Linked DNA regions of Zea mays: regions 1, 2 and 3 are each linked to region 4. A link is a contact called in public Hi-C data. All regions are on one chromosome and are shown on one strand. The core of a region is the stretch at or near the end of the contact, and the rest is flanking DNA. Distances in the headings are between cores, read along the strand shown.

Region 1 (2,773 bases), core at 253-2,752, 220 kb before region 4:
AATCGTCAACTTACCTGAAGATTGAATGGTGTTAATCCTGATCTGTTTATGATGAAAACTTACCTTTTTCTTTTCTGGTTTTATTGTGGCCGCAATATGAGGCAGCATGGTTGTCTCTGCAGAGGACACCATTGTCGGTTGTAAATATTGGTGCCTCCCATCCTGGTGAAGCTTCTCACTTCACCAAATGAAGATGTCCGTAAACAAGCATGTTAGAAAACAAATTATCATTATTTGAATTGCGCACACATTTCATGTTATTAGTGTAAATTTGTGAGATATTGGGGTTGATGATATATATGTTGTTCGTTTTCATGTAATCTTTGTGCACTAACATTTATTGAATAATTTGGATGACGTCGTAACACATGAGCACATAACTAGAGAAGGTACCAACCAAAAGTATGTGCATGAACAGAGATCAAACATTTCAAAGTTTCTTCATAATCTAAAAATACATAAATGTGTGTTTGATTTACCAGAACATGTAAAGTATCATATTCAACATTTTTAATCCAGGGTTAAGATATCCTGGGTTCACATATCCTACTTTCATGACATTGTGCAATTACATCTAATATATTTGCCTTCTTTCGTCTAGGTACTGGTTTCATCATATACATGATCTTTCTTAAACAAAAAGGAATAATTCTCTAACCTCACATAATGGTGTACAATGATGAAAATGGATTTGGGATAGATGCGGTCATAGGGTTAGCGACATGAGCTCCGTGAGCCCGCCCATCGTGGACGGGATCTGGCCATGCACGTCGTCCGCGCCGTCAATGAAGACGATGTTTACACGCTGGCCCGACGTCGTTGCACCAAAAGTGGTCCCACGCGCAGTAGTTGGGTAGCACATGCTTCATGTTCAGCAGCGCGTGCAGCTCGCGAGGTGAGCAGGACCACGTCGTGTTGCGGACGCTGCAATGAGCAGGAAGACAACGAGGAAGATGGTGGTGGTGGACGCCATTGCGCTCGTGTGCTAGGACCTAGGAAGATAGCCGTGCATATCATAGTGATGTTTATCGTTAACTTTTAAACATCGTGGCAAAACACGGACACTTACCTAGTCCCTAGATAAAAGCCCAGTCCGACAATTGAAGTGTCTCCATTCTCTAATGAGGAATTTGTATTTTTGACACCTTAAGTAAGTGATTTTGCACAATTGACACTCTAAAATTAATTTCGTAAATTTGATACCCACATCATTGTCACTTTGATTTATTTGTCATTTTATCTTTTAATAGTTTTCTTTTCTTTTTTCTATTTTCTAAAATATAAAAGGACTAATATATCCTTTCTTGTTTATAAATTTGCCGCAGATGTGCTCTTTCACTTATTAAAAGAGTACCACATTCTCAATTTGCCGCAGCGGTGGCTTTATTAGTACGTTAAATACGAGAAATGGTATATTATATTTATTCCTTCCATATCTCAGAAAATGGGAAAATAAAAAAACTATTAAAAAGTGCGTGTCAGATTTACGAATTTAATCTTTAGAAATTAGAATGTCAATTGTGCAAAGCCAGTTATTTAGGGTGTCAAAAATACAAATTTCTCCTCCCGAACACCCTACTCGTTCTCCCCCATCGGCGCCGCTACGACCAGCGTTTGAGCCACTCGCCGCCGCGCACGATCCTCCACGCCTTGCTCCAGTCCTCGTCGGCACGCCTCCTTCCCAACCCTAACCCTAGCACTAGCAGTCAGTCGAGCGGCGGCAAGTCAAGGGTCTGTCGAGCGGGCCGGCGGCGAAGAAGTGTCTAGCGAGGCGAGTCAGGTGCAGGGGGACCCACCCGCAGCGGTGGCGTGAAGCGCGTTTGACTGGATCGACCAGGTTGGCGGCTAAACAGAGGAGGTTGCTTGTTTGTTTTCTCCGTCCGGCTGCGGTTTTCCTTTGACTGGATCGATCAGATTTGCCGGCGGCGGCAGCGGTCCCCCGGCAAAGGCGTGGGGATCCCTGCCGGGATGGAGGTGCCGTGGCTGCTGCTGGTGCACGGGTCAGTGACGGCGCTGGTGGTGGTGTCGTTCCTCTGCGGGCAATGGCCCATCTTCGAGGGCACCTTCATCCAGAGCATCAACCACTTCCTCACCTTTGGGGCCTACCACTACCTCCTGTACGTTCTAGCGCCTCCCTTCCCCCTATCCTTCCTTTCACTCCTGCTCCTGCTTAGTGAGTGAGGGAATTGTTCCTGCAGGCGGTTTGTGCAGTCTGTGTGCGGCACTGGGGCTAGGGATCTCGTCCTCGGTGTCGAGGGATACTGCTGCGACCGACCCAACCCGATATTGCAGGTACATGCCATTCATCCGTACTTGAATTGCCAACGTGTCTTGAATTATCAATGTTGGGGATAACTGTTTATGTCGAAATATGATGTAGTTGTGATGGAAGGTTAAGTTGTCTGTTTTGAGTATTGGAATACCGCTTGATGCTGAATGGCTGTTAGTTGTTGCTTGAGATAGCGGCATTGATCGATAGCTAGGGGATTGATGGTGGGTTCTCGGTTGGTAGCTCCAATGCTCGGTTGACTACTTGACTCTGCAAACGAGGAGTTTTTTCAAGGACCAGAATGTGGACGATCAAGTATGTTAGGGCTTGGGTTTCTTATTTGGTTGCCCATTATTATAAATATCCTACATTTGGTAAACCTGCTATACAGTAAACATGCAACCAAAAGCTGCTGATTAAGGGAGTGGTTTATGTTCTTCGGATTCTATGAAATTAATAAAGGCTTTGTGCTTGTGCTAAGTGAAAGCAGTGGCGAATCTTAGG
Region 2 (2,700 bases), core at 30-2,529, 200 kb before region 4:
CAGCTCAACTTTTCACCTGATTGCCGGCCGGGCCCCACCTGGATCGCCTACGTACGCACAGGCACAGCATTGTTGGTGGGAAATGAGAAGCAGCAGTTGCTTCTTGCAAAGTCTTTGCAACTACACAAGCAAGCGTTTAAGAGGCCGTACGTGACAGGCTGAAGCAGCATGAGTGAATGAATGGATGGATGGATGAATGAATAATAAAGGTCAGTGAGAAGCCCAGAATTTTGGTTGGGGGAAAGTTTGAGATTTGGCAAAAGGCTGCAGTGCATGTTGCCAGCCGGGTCAGAGAATCTGCACGATGGCTCAGGAGTGAAGATTATCATGTTAGGTCCTCTACACTAGCCGGTTAACAGTAATCGAGGTAGGGTTAATCTTAATCGTCTAACCGCGCCTCTGATCAGGGGCCTATTCTAACCATTGGTTGCAGCCTCCGGTCACACGACACCATATAAATAGATTAAGGGGCCAACGGGTTTAGCCAACGCTAATCACTCGACCACAAAACTCTAATCGACACTTTGAGATGAACCAATCCCCTAGGTGCTCGGAGTGACTGGAATTGCTGTGACTATGTCTCAGATCCCCGTCATCCCATCGGGATATGAGATTCCTCCTGCAGGCAACATTGGAGGAGCTGATCCACCGTCGATTAACGACGGGAACCAATCTCCTCGACACCAGCAGGGAGATCGAGAAAGAGGAGGAGGCAGGTCTACACTGCAAGACGCCGCCGTCGTAATGATGGCTAGGAACAACAACGATGATATGTTTACCTTACCTCTCAGTAGAATAGATCTACTCATCATCGAAGTATTTTAGACACAGATTGGTATTTTAGGGACTTAGGAGTCGATTCTAAGCACCAAAGAATCTAACACATGAGCTGGCCACCCACACGTACTCAAGAGCAAGAAGCATGAAGATCACTATATTATTCCCAAATCCCGCACAGAGGAAGAAGAAGAGCACATGACATGAGAGATGGAAGAACGTTCTGAATCTTGCATTGGACCGCAGCCGCAAGCAAAGCAACAACACCACGTCGTACCTGGTTCGTCCTCACTTGTTGTTGTCGAACAGGTCGATCGGATAATCAACGGAGGCAGGCAGCTAGGAGATGCAGCAGCTACGTCTGCCTGCTCGGCACCAAGAGGGATGATAAATCAAGAGTAGCAAGCAGGCTGCAGTGTGACGTACGTCGCGGGAAGAAGAGAGGAAGAACTGGCGAGAGGCCGAGCGAGGCCTGCGCTTTGCTTGCTTATGCAAGTCTGCGACGGCTGGGGTTTGCTTATGCAAGTCTGCGCTTTGCTTGCTTATAATGCAGGTTTCTTTTCCATATGGAAATATAAACTCAAATAAGCCCTGCGCCATGGCCATGCATGCATATGTACCTGCTGCATGGCGTGAGCCACCGAACTGCGCTGCGCCAGCCATCCACCGTATATATCCCCATCACGCACAGACAAAGTATGAATTGGAGGCCCTCGATCATCCGGCCAGTCAAAGAAACGCTTCCAGCTTCCTCCCTCGTCGTGGCTGTTTCCTTTTTTCCATCTTCGCCGTCCCAATCGTCCGTACGCGCGTTACACAACTAATAAGCCACGAAGCCATCACAACTTTACGAAATTAAATTTTAAAACACCGCGTTACGGTGTACCGATGTCTTGTCTCGTGGACTTTAATTTGATGTATTTTGTTGTTCTCTAGAACGCCAACCCGTGCAGTGGACCCGATCGGTTTGACCTAATACTCTCTACCGTTTCCTTATTAAAACCGGTGACATGCATTTTGCACCGACGGCTACTTAAACTAATCACCAGTTAAATACACTTTATAATAGCGACTACTCACCAGTTAAATACACTTTATAATAGCGTCTGTCTTTACTGAATAGGGTCTGATTCTAATCCGATTCGATACTTAAAGTTTGTAGTGTAAAATCTACAACATATTAACACCCCTAACCACATGTGCCTTGGATTTATTATAATGGTGGTTTAATAAAATACTCATCTGTAATAGAACTGCTATATATAAATGTTGCTTCACTCTCTCCCACTGGAACTAGCTGAGCCACATTCTATTGGTGGCCATATACATAGGAAACTAAAAGCTCCGACCATAGTTTTTGGTGATTGATACAACTTATATATGGACTAACATCTACTCTAAATATTATGAATGAGATATTACGTAAGAATAACATCCATGGTAAGGATAGTGATGGCCACAAAAAAATGACCAATTGTTCAACATGAAAAAAGAGGAAGAAGAACAATAAAATACAAGAACACAAGGTACACATGTATAAGGTACGGTATTTTATTTTGTCAATCAAGACGTAATAGGGTGCTTGATTAGATTTAGAATAAGTAGTCATACTATAAAGAGAGAAACTAAAAGTCTAGTATGATTACTTAATTAAGATGCCACTAGGTGAATTAATTCCATATATATCCATTGGACCAAGTTAAGTCATGAAACTCCATCTTATATATAATTGAAAATAAGGTACTCATATATAAAAGTGTGAGAGAGATATTGGAGTTAGCACGCATGGAAATGATAGAAGACAAAGGGTTAGAAGACATTTTGAATAGGTGTTTGAAGCGCACTAATCCTCTGGGACTCAAATGTGATACAATTACTAGTCTCAGTAGGCTAGTAAACACATTTATACATCAGGTAGTTCCA
Region 3 (2,700 bases), core at 27-2,526, 150 kb after region 4:
CCATGCGAGCACACAAGCGCGGTAGCAGCGTTTTCGTATGGGTTACATAAACAAAACACTATATCGTTTCATATAGATTTTAATACTTGAGCATTTCCTATGCAGCCCGTGAGCATGGGATAATTTTTTTAGTAGGAAAAGAAGAGACACTAAATACATTTTGCCACTTTTACAGGGGTGAGTGGCATATAAAATACCATATCAATAACATGTGATTAAGTGGTTTTCGTAAAGATGGCAAAGAATTAAGAGCCCCCCTTAGAAGAGATTGTCTCCAGCAAGTGCAGAGATAGATAAACTCGTACAAACTACACATGGTAAACCCCATTCAAGTGCGACCTTGAGCAGAACGTGGTGGCAGATCATAGCACTCCTTGGCCAGGCGGACACACTGCAACCAATGCAGCACCTCCGAATTCGGGTCCTTCTCCGGAACCACATCTCTAACAGTAATCTGGATCGCACCACGATACGAGGCGATCTTCCCTCGCACCCTCAAGAGGGTGCCTAGACGCACCTCCTCTGACATTTTCAGCGCCATCTCTGCAGTAGGATCATGGTCTGACGATGGCCCAGAGGACGTCCTAGCATTCAAGTACTGGTGGTTCAGCCACAGGATGCACGGCACACACCCAGTGCCGTCGTCGACCAGGAAGCGGAGGAACTTCTCCCTGCGGTCACGCGAGACGACGACTCCGACGAGCTCCGCACGCGCAACCCTACGGCCGCAGCGGAGGAACGTCGTCGGAGAGGTGTGCCGTACGGTTAAGGAGAGAAGGTCCGCGGCGAGAATCTTGACGTGCACGAGATGGAGAGGTTGGTCCATTCTGCCAGTTTCAGGAGAGAGATGTTACAGCCTTACACACAGGAGCTCCGATGCTGTTTACAAACAGGATGAACACAGACCGCCTGCATTGATGACTGCTCATCCAAATCACAGGGAACAATATGCACTGCTGATTCCCATTTCCTATCGAATGCCAAAGTAGATAGCTACCATCGGCCTGTATCAATCCACGCGGTTTCGGTTTGATTCGGTCGGCCCTTCCTTCGAACAGCTAAGTGCAGTTCAAAATCCCCCCCGAACCACCATAGCCCCATAAAACATAAAATAAACTGCCGACAGAGAAGAGCCAACGAAGGATGAATCCTTACTCAGAATTACACGAGAGGCGGAAGCGATGGAGCGGGAAGGGCTTAGCATCGACGCCGGACCGCCGCGCGCACGAGAGGCGCGGTGGCGACCGGGAGCTTGGTGAAGACGCAGCACGCGGACGCAGCGCCGGCGAGTTGGCGGCCGCTAATAAGGAGCGCCTGAGCGAGACGTGCAAGTGCAACGGCCCATCTGAGATAACGGCCTGGGCATATGGCAGCCTGCTCGCAGCCCAATGGAGCCACAGCCCATTGAAACACGAGGCCCAAGTCAAAGGAAGGTACCAGCGACATGCTTTCGTTGGACTCTCCGCCGGGCGCCGGAGAGGCGGGGACCGGCGAGTCCACCATCCCATTCCCGTACCACCCGCTTCTTCCAACTCCAACTCTCCAAGGCGCTGTGCTGGCTGCTGGCCTGCTGCTACCGACTGCCGCAACTGCTCCGCATCCCGGCCTTGATTAGCAGCAGTTACGCCCGCGCAGGACAGCGGCCTTGATTAGCGAAGTATTCCTTTGCCCTACCTCTCTCCCTACCCCGTTCCGACGCGGCGGCCGTTGAGCACCTGCCCGGAAGCTATAGCTTCGGCCATGGCCCAAGATGCCGGCGACGGCGGTGGGGAACTCCCGCCGCCCGTAAAGAAGAAGTCACCGGCGGAGGAGGAGGCCGAGAAGAGGTCAGTCCCAGTTCGCCCCCTCGGGGTTCCGAAGCATGCAGGGTCGAATTGCGGGACTTAGTATTTGTTTCCATTATTAATCCGGCTGTAGAATTTTGCAATTCAGACATTCCTTTCGTTCGTTGAACTACTGCTGCTTGCTTGTGATCACGCCATGTTTCTGTTGCACTGCAGGAGGAAGAAGCTTACACCTGGGAGCTTAATGAAGGGCATTATACGGTCTGGGAGCGGTGATGCCACCCCTGCAGAGGGCGATCAGGTTGAAAGGACTGCCTGCCCTCTCTGCCTTCATATATCGTGCAATGAAATTGTGGAAGTGCATACAATCAGGAACGTGTGTTTCCCTCTGCAGCCGAACCACTGTTTGATGTTGATTGATGAGCAAGGACGTTTGGAACTTTAGTTGTACTTGATCGAGTAAATCATCCAACAATTTGTGTAATTGGCTATTGGTTCTTACATAGAATGACCCTATTTGTGGCACAAGTTTTTGGTGTAATGCCGAGATCATCCATTAACTGACATTTTCTATTGTGTCCTGTAAATACACATTAACAGAACTTATCCTAATGGTCAAATGAAACTCTTGTGTTGGATTGTTCATACATACTACATATAGCACATATTCCTTTTTTTTTCAGGACTACACATTTTACACTGTTGATGGCAGCACTTTTTGCTGACCCTCATAATGGCTTTTGCACAGTCCTGTTTTTATTACTGTGGACATGAGGAATTTTAGATGGTCAGATTAAATATATCTCATTGTAATAATTGTGCAGGTTATACTTCATTGCACTACTCGGACAATTGATGGTATCGTTGTAAATTCTACAAGAAGGGAGCATGGAGGTGTTGCATCATCTCTGAGCAC
Region 4 (2,700 bases), core at 181-2,680:
CTGCACATGATCCGTCGTCGTCGCGCTCGTCCGTCCCTGTCAGTATTCCAGCTACGACGTACACACTCTTCTAGTTAACATCGTCACGCGTACCTACTACTGCCTATTCAAAGCAAACGGTGGTTATACGTACCATGCATACAGGAAACTGCCGGCTGCTTTGTGTACAGTGTACAGTATGTCGGTACCCATCGCCCGATAGATCTCGTCCAACCAGCATTTAAGACAGGGATGATAATAGAATCTAAATTCTACGCTATAAAATTTAATGGTTGGATTATATTGAGATCAGACTATTTTTTTATTTTTAACTAAAACTAGTTAAGGAATCAAACAAACTGGGCATTTGGACTGTGATCCGTCACCGCCGTACAACCTAGCATTAATTTGCAGGAATTCCCTCTATGGATACAGACATGCACACAGATGCAGCGCACGCGGCATGGCGTGGCCCAGACAGAACGATGAGTTTCCTGCCTCTCGAGACTCTGGTTCAATCCAATCTCTCTCTCTCTCTCTCTGAAGAGTGAAGACAGAGCACGTTCCGGTTTCAGGACACAATCAGCGCTTCTCACCATATAAAAATCAGGGAAGTACGTGCATGCAAGCGACTCTGGAACAGGACTGCTGATATATAAGCTACAAGGGTCTCCAGGCACTCATTAGAGAAGTGCGTATGTGATCGACACGAGGACACGTACGGTGCAATATACTCTCACTGATTGCGTTTTTGTTTTTGTTTTTGTTTTTCTTTTATGACAGTGCAACGGGGGACCAACAGCCCCCACCTGACGGGATCGATTCTAGATTTCAGAGAAATAAGGTTCAGTTCAGTTACATGTATGTTGGGGATGGGGGGAGATATGAGCAGAGAGGAAAAAAAGATATTACATGATCAGGGTGATGATTACATGCTACTAAAGATATTTTAACGGTGGACAGTGGACTGGCACGCCAAACTTCGCATATAGCGCAGCGGCTAGTTCATTTTTCGCGTGGCCCGCCCACCGGCCCACCCACCGCGTCGAGCTGCCCTGGGTTGACAAAATAACGACCGAGATCCAACAAATCTACTGTCGGCCCAAGTATCATGTGAGCTTTTAGTTATACATCATATCTTTCGTAATCAAAATTAGCTGGGCCCAGAACGTCGAACGGCCCATTCACCGAAGACTCCCAGGACAAGCAGCGCAACTAGCGCGAGTCGATGTTTCTAAAAAGAAAAAAAAAATAACGAGTCGATGACTCCCCCCATAATTTCCTTTTTCTCGTCCCCGTCGAATCCGCATCGTGGAGCAAATCCACCGGAATCCGGACTGGATTGGATTGCGGCATCCATTCCATTCGCATTCGCATTCGCGTTATGCATTCCAATCGCGGCCGCCGTCGCTATCCTCGTAGCACTCGGCCGTGCTTTGCTCGGCCCACCCAACCCCGTCCCTATCGCCCCCCATCGTCTCCCTCACCACCAGTCACCACCGCCAGCTCCCCGCCTCTGCCTCCTCCAGGCGACCAGGCCCCCAGCTTTGGCGTCGACGGACAGATACAGCGGCGCCATTTCCAAAGAGAGACACAGATCGCGCTGCCCAAGGAAAAGAAGCCGCGCCTTCTCCCCTCTCCCTTCTTTCTTCCCTTTTATTGACGGGATCGTCCGCCGGTTCCATTCCAACACTAATTCCTCACGGGGGTTCCATTTGGATTCGGCCTGGATCCGCGAGATCAAGAAAAACGCCTGCAATTAAACTGCCAAGATTAACAAGAAAAATATAACCAACCTTGATTGGCTGCAATAATCTTTCTTCAAAAAAAAGGAGAGAGCCTTCGGCGGCGGCCGATCTTGGCTCGGATGGCAGCGCCGCCGCAGCCGCTGGCGTCGCTGGACTACTGGCGGTGCTTCTTCAGCGGCGCGCGGGCTAGCATCTTTGACGCCATCGACGCCGCCATCCGAGTAGCCGCCGCCGACCACCCCGACGCCCTCCGCGCGCGCCGCGACGCCATCGCCGAGCGCCTCTACACCGCGATTGTCGCGCTTCCTGCAACACAGGAGGCGCCGGGGCAGTCCACCCCGGGCCAGCCGGCGCTCCTCCTTCCCGAGGGCGCCGCCAGCGTGCCCAGCCTCTGCAGCTCGGACCGCGCCGAGGTCGTCAACAACGACGGCGGCGGCGCGCCGCTGACCAACAGCGATGACGACGTGGTCGCCGAGGCGTTCCGTATCAAGGCGGCTCTCTCCAATGCCCAAGACAAGGTTCGCCCATTGTTTGTTTGTTGATTCTGTTCCTGATTTGTTGGTGTTGGCATCAACCGCTTCTGTCTGATCGATTTTGTTGTGGGTTCAACTGTCCTGCAGTCGGAGGCCGAGTTGCTAGAGCTTCTGGGGAGGCTGGGGCAGCTGGAATTCACGGTGGACGCCATCAGGGTGAGCCGTGATGAGAGTGAACCTACCGCTGCATGTGCTTGCTTGATGAACTCTTCTATGTGCCGTCCTTCATATATCTCGAATCACTTGTATAGGCTACTGGGATTGGAATGGACGTGAGACCGTTGCGAAAGCATGGCTCGAAACAGATTCGGCAACTCGTCCGATCGCTCATTGAGTAAGCTACTTGTGCTTTTCCTTGCCCAAAAATGTCTATTTGTTTATACAAAAGTGCTTCACGTACTATCCATCCCTGCGACCAACATTAATCTACGGCTATTGCT

The links. A called contact is a pair of places that touch in the nucleus more often than the background predicts.
Region 1: a contact with region 4 is called in a Hi-C map of leaf mesophyll, with 2.0 times the contacts expected there. The contact joins the promoter of LOC100284321 here to the promoter of LOC100501416 in region 4. A contact is called at or near these places in 2 of 25 Hi-C or Micro-C datasets (leaf and leaf mesophyll).
Region 2: a contact with region 4 is called in a Hi-C map of leaf, with 4 times the contacts expected there. The contact joins the promoter of LOC100277054 here to the promoter of LOC100501416 in region 4. A contact is called at or near these places in 2 of 25 Hi-C or Micro-C datasets (bundle sheath and leaf).
Region 3: a Hi-C map of ear shows a contact between it and region 4, with 5 times the contacts expected there. The contact joins the promoter of LOC100285101 here to the promoter of LOC100501416 in region 4. A contact is called at or near these places in 3 of 25 Hi-C or Micro-C datasets (ear, leaf and tassel) and 1 of 3 datasets of contacts at active chromatin or transcription factors (leaf).

Annotation. Positions count from the first base shown.
Region 1 is chr9:133,686,156-133,688,928 of Zm-B73-REFERENCE-NAM-5.0, reverse strand. LOC100284321 reads left to right here and starts at 1,502. Exons shown (of 10, transcript NM_001157216.2): 1 at 1,502-2,117; 2 at 2,199-2,292. The coding sequence starts at 1,969.
Region 2 is chr9:133,667,039-133,669,738 of Zm-B73-REFERENCE-NAM-5.0, reverse strand. LOC100277054 (P-loop containing nucleoside triphosphate hydrolase superfamily protein) reads right to left here and starts at 1,279. Exons shown (of 7, transcript NM_001150722.2): 1 at 1,055-1,279; 2 at 1-47.
Region 3 is chr9:133,316,815-133,319,514 of Zm-B73-REFERENCE-NAM-5.0, reverse strand. LOC100285101 (OB-fold nucleic acid binding domain containing protein) reads right to left here and starts at 1,276. Exons shown (of 2, transcript NM_001157996.2): 1 at 1,156-1,276; 2 at 132-827. The coding sequence starts at 826. The coding sequence ends at 329. It overlaps LOC100282570 (peptidyl-prolyl isomerase PASTICCINO1), which reads left to right and starts at 1,483. Exons shown (of 20, transcript NM_001155478.2): 1 at 1,483-1,826; 2 at 2,001-2,085; 3 at 2,609-2,678. The coding sequence starts at 1,741.
Region 4 is chr9:133,464,888-133,467,587 of Zm-B73-REFERENCE-NAM-5.0, reverse strand. LOC100501416 reads left to right here and starts at 1,430. Exons shown (of 8, transcript NR_156725.1): 1 at 1,430-2,245; 2 at 2,348-2,416; 3 at 2,512-2,594.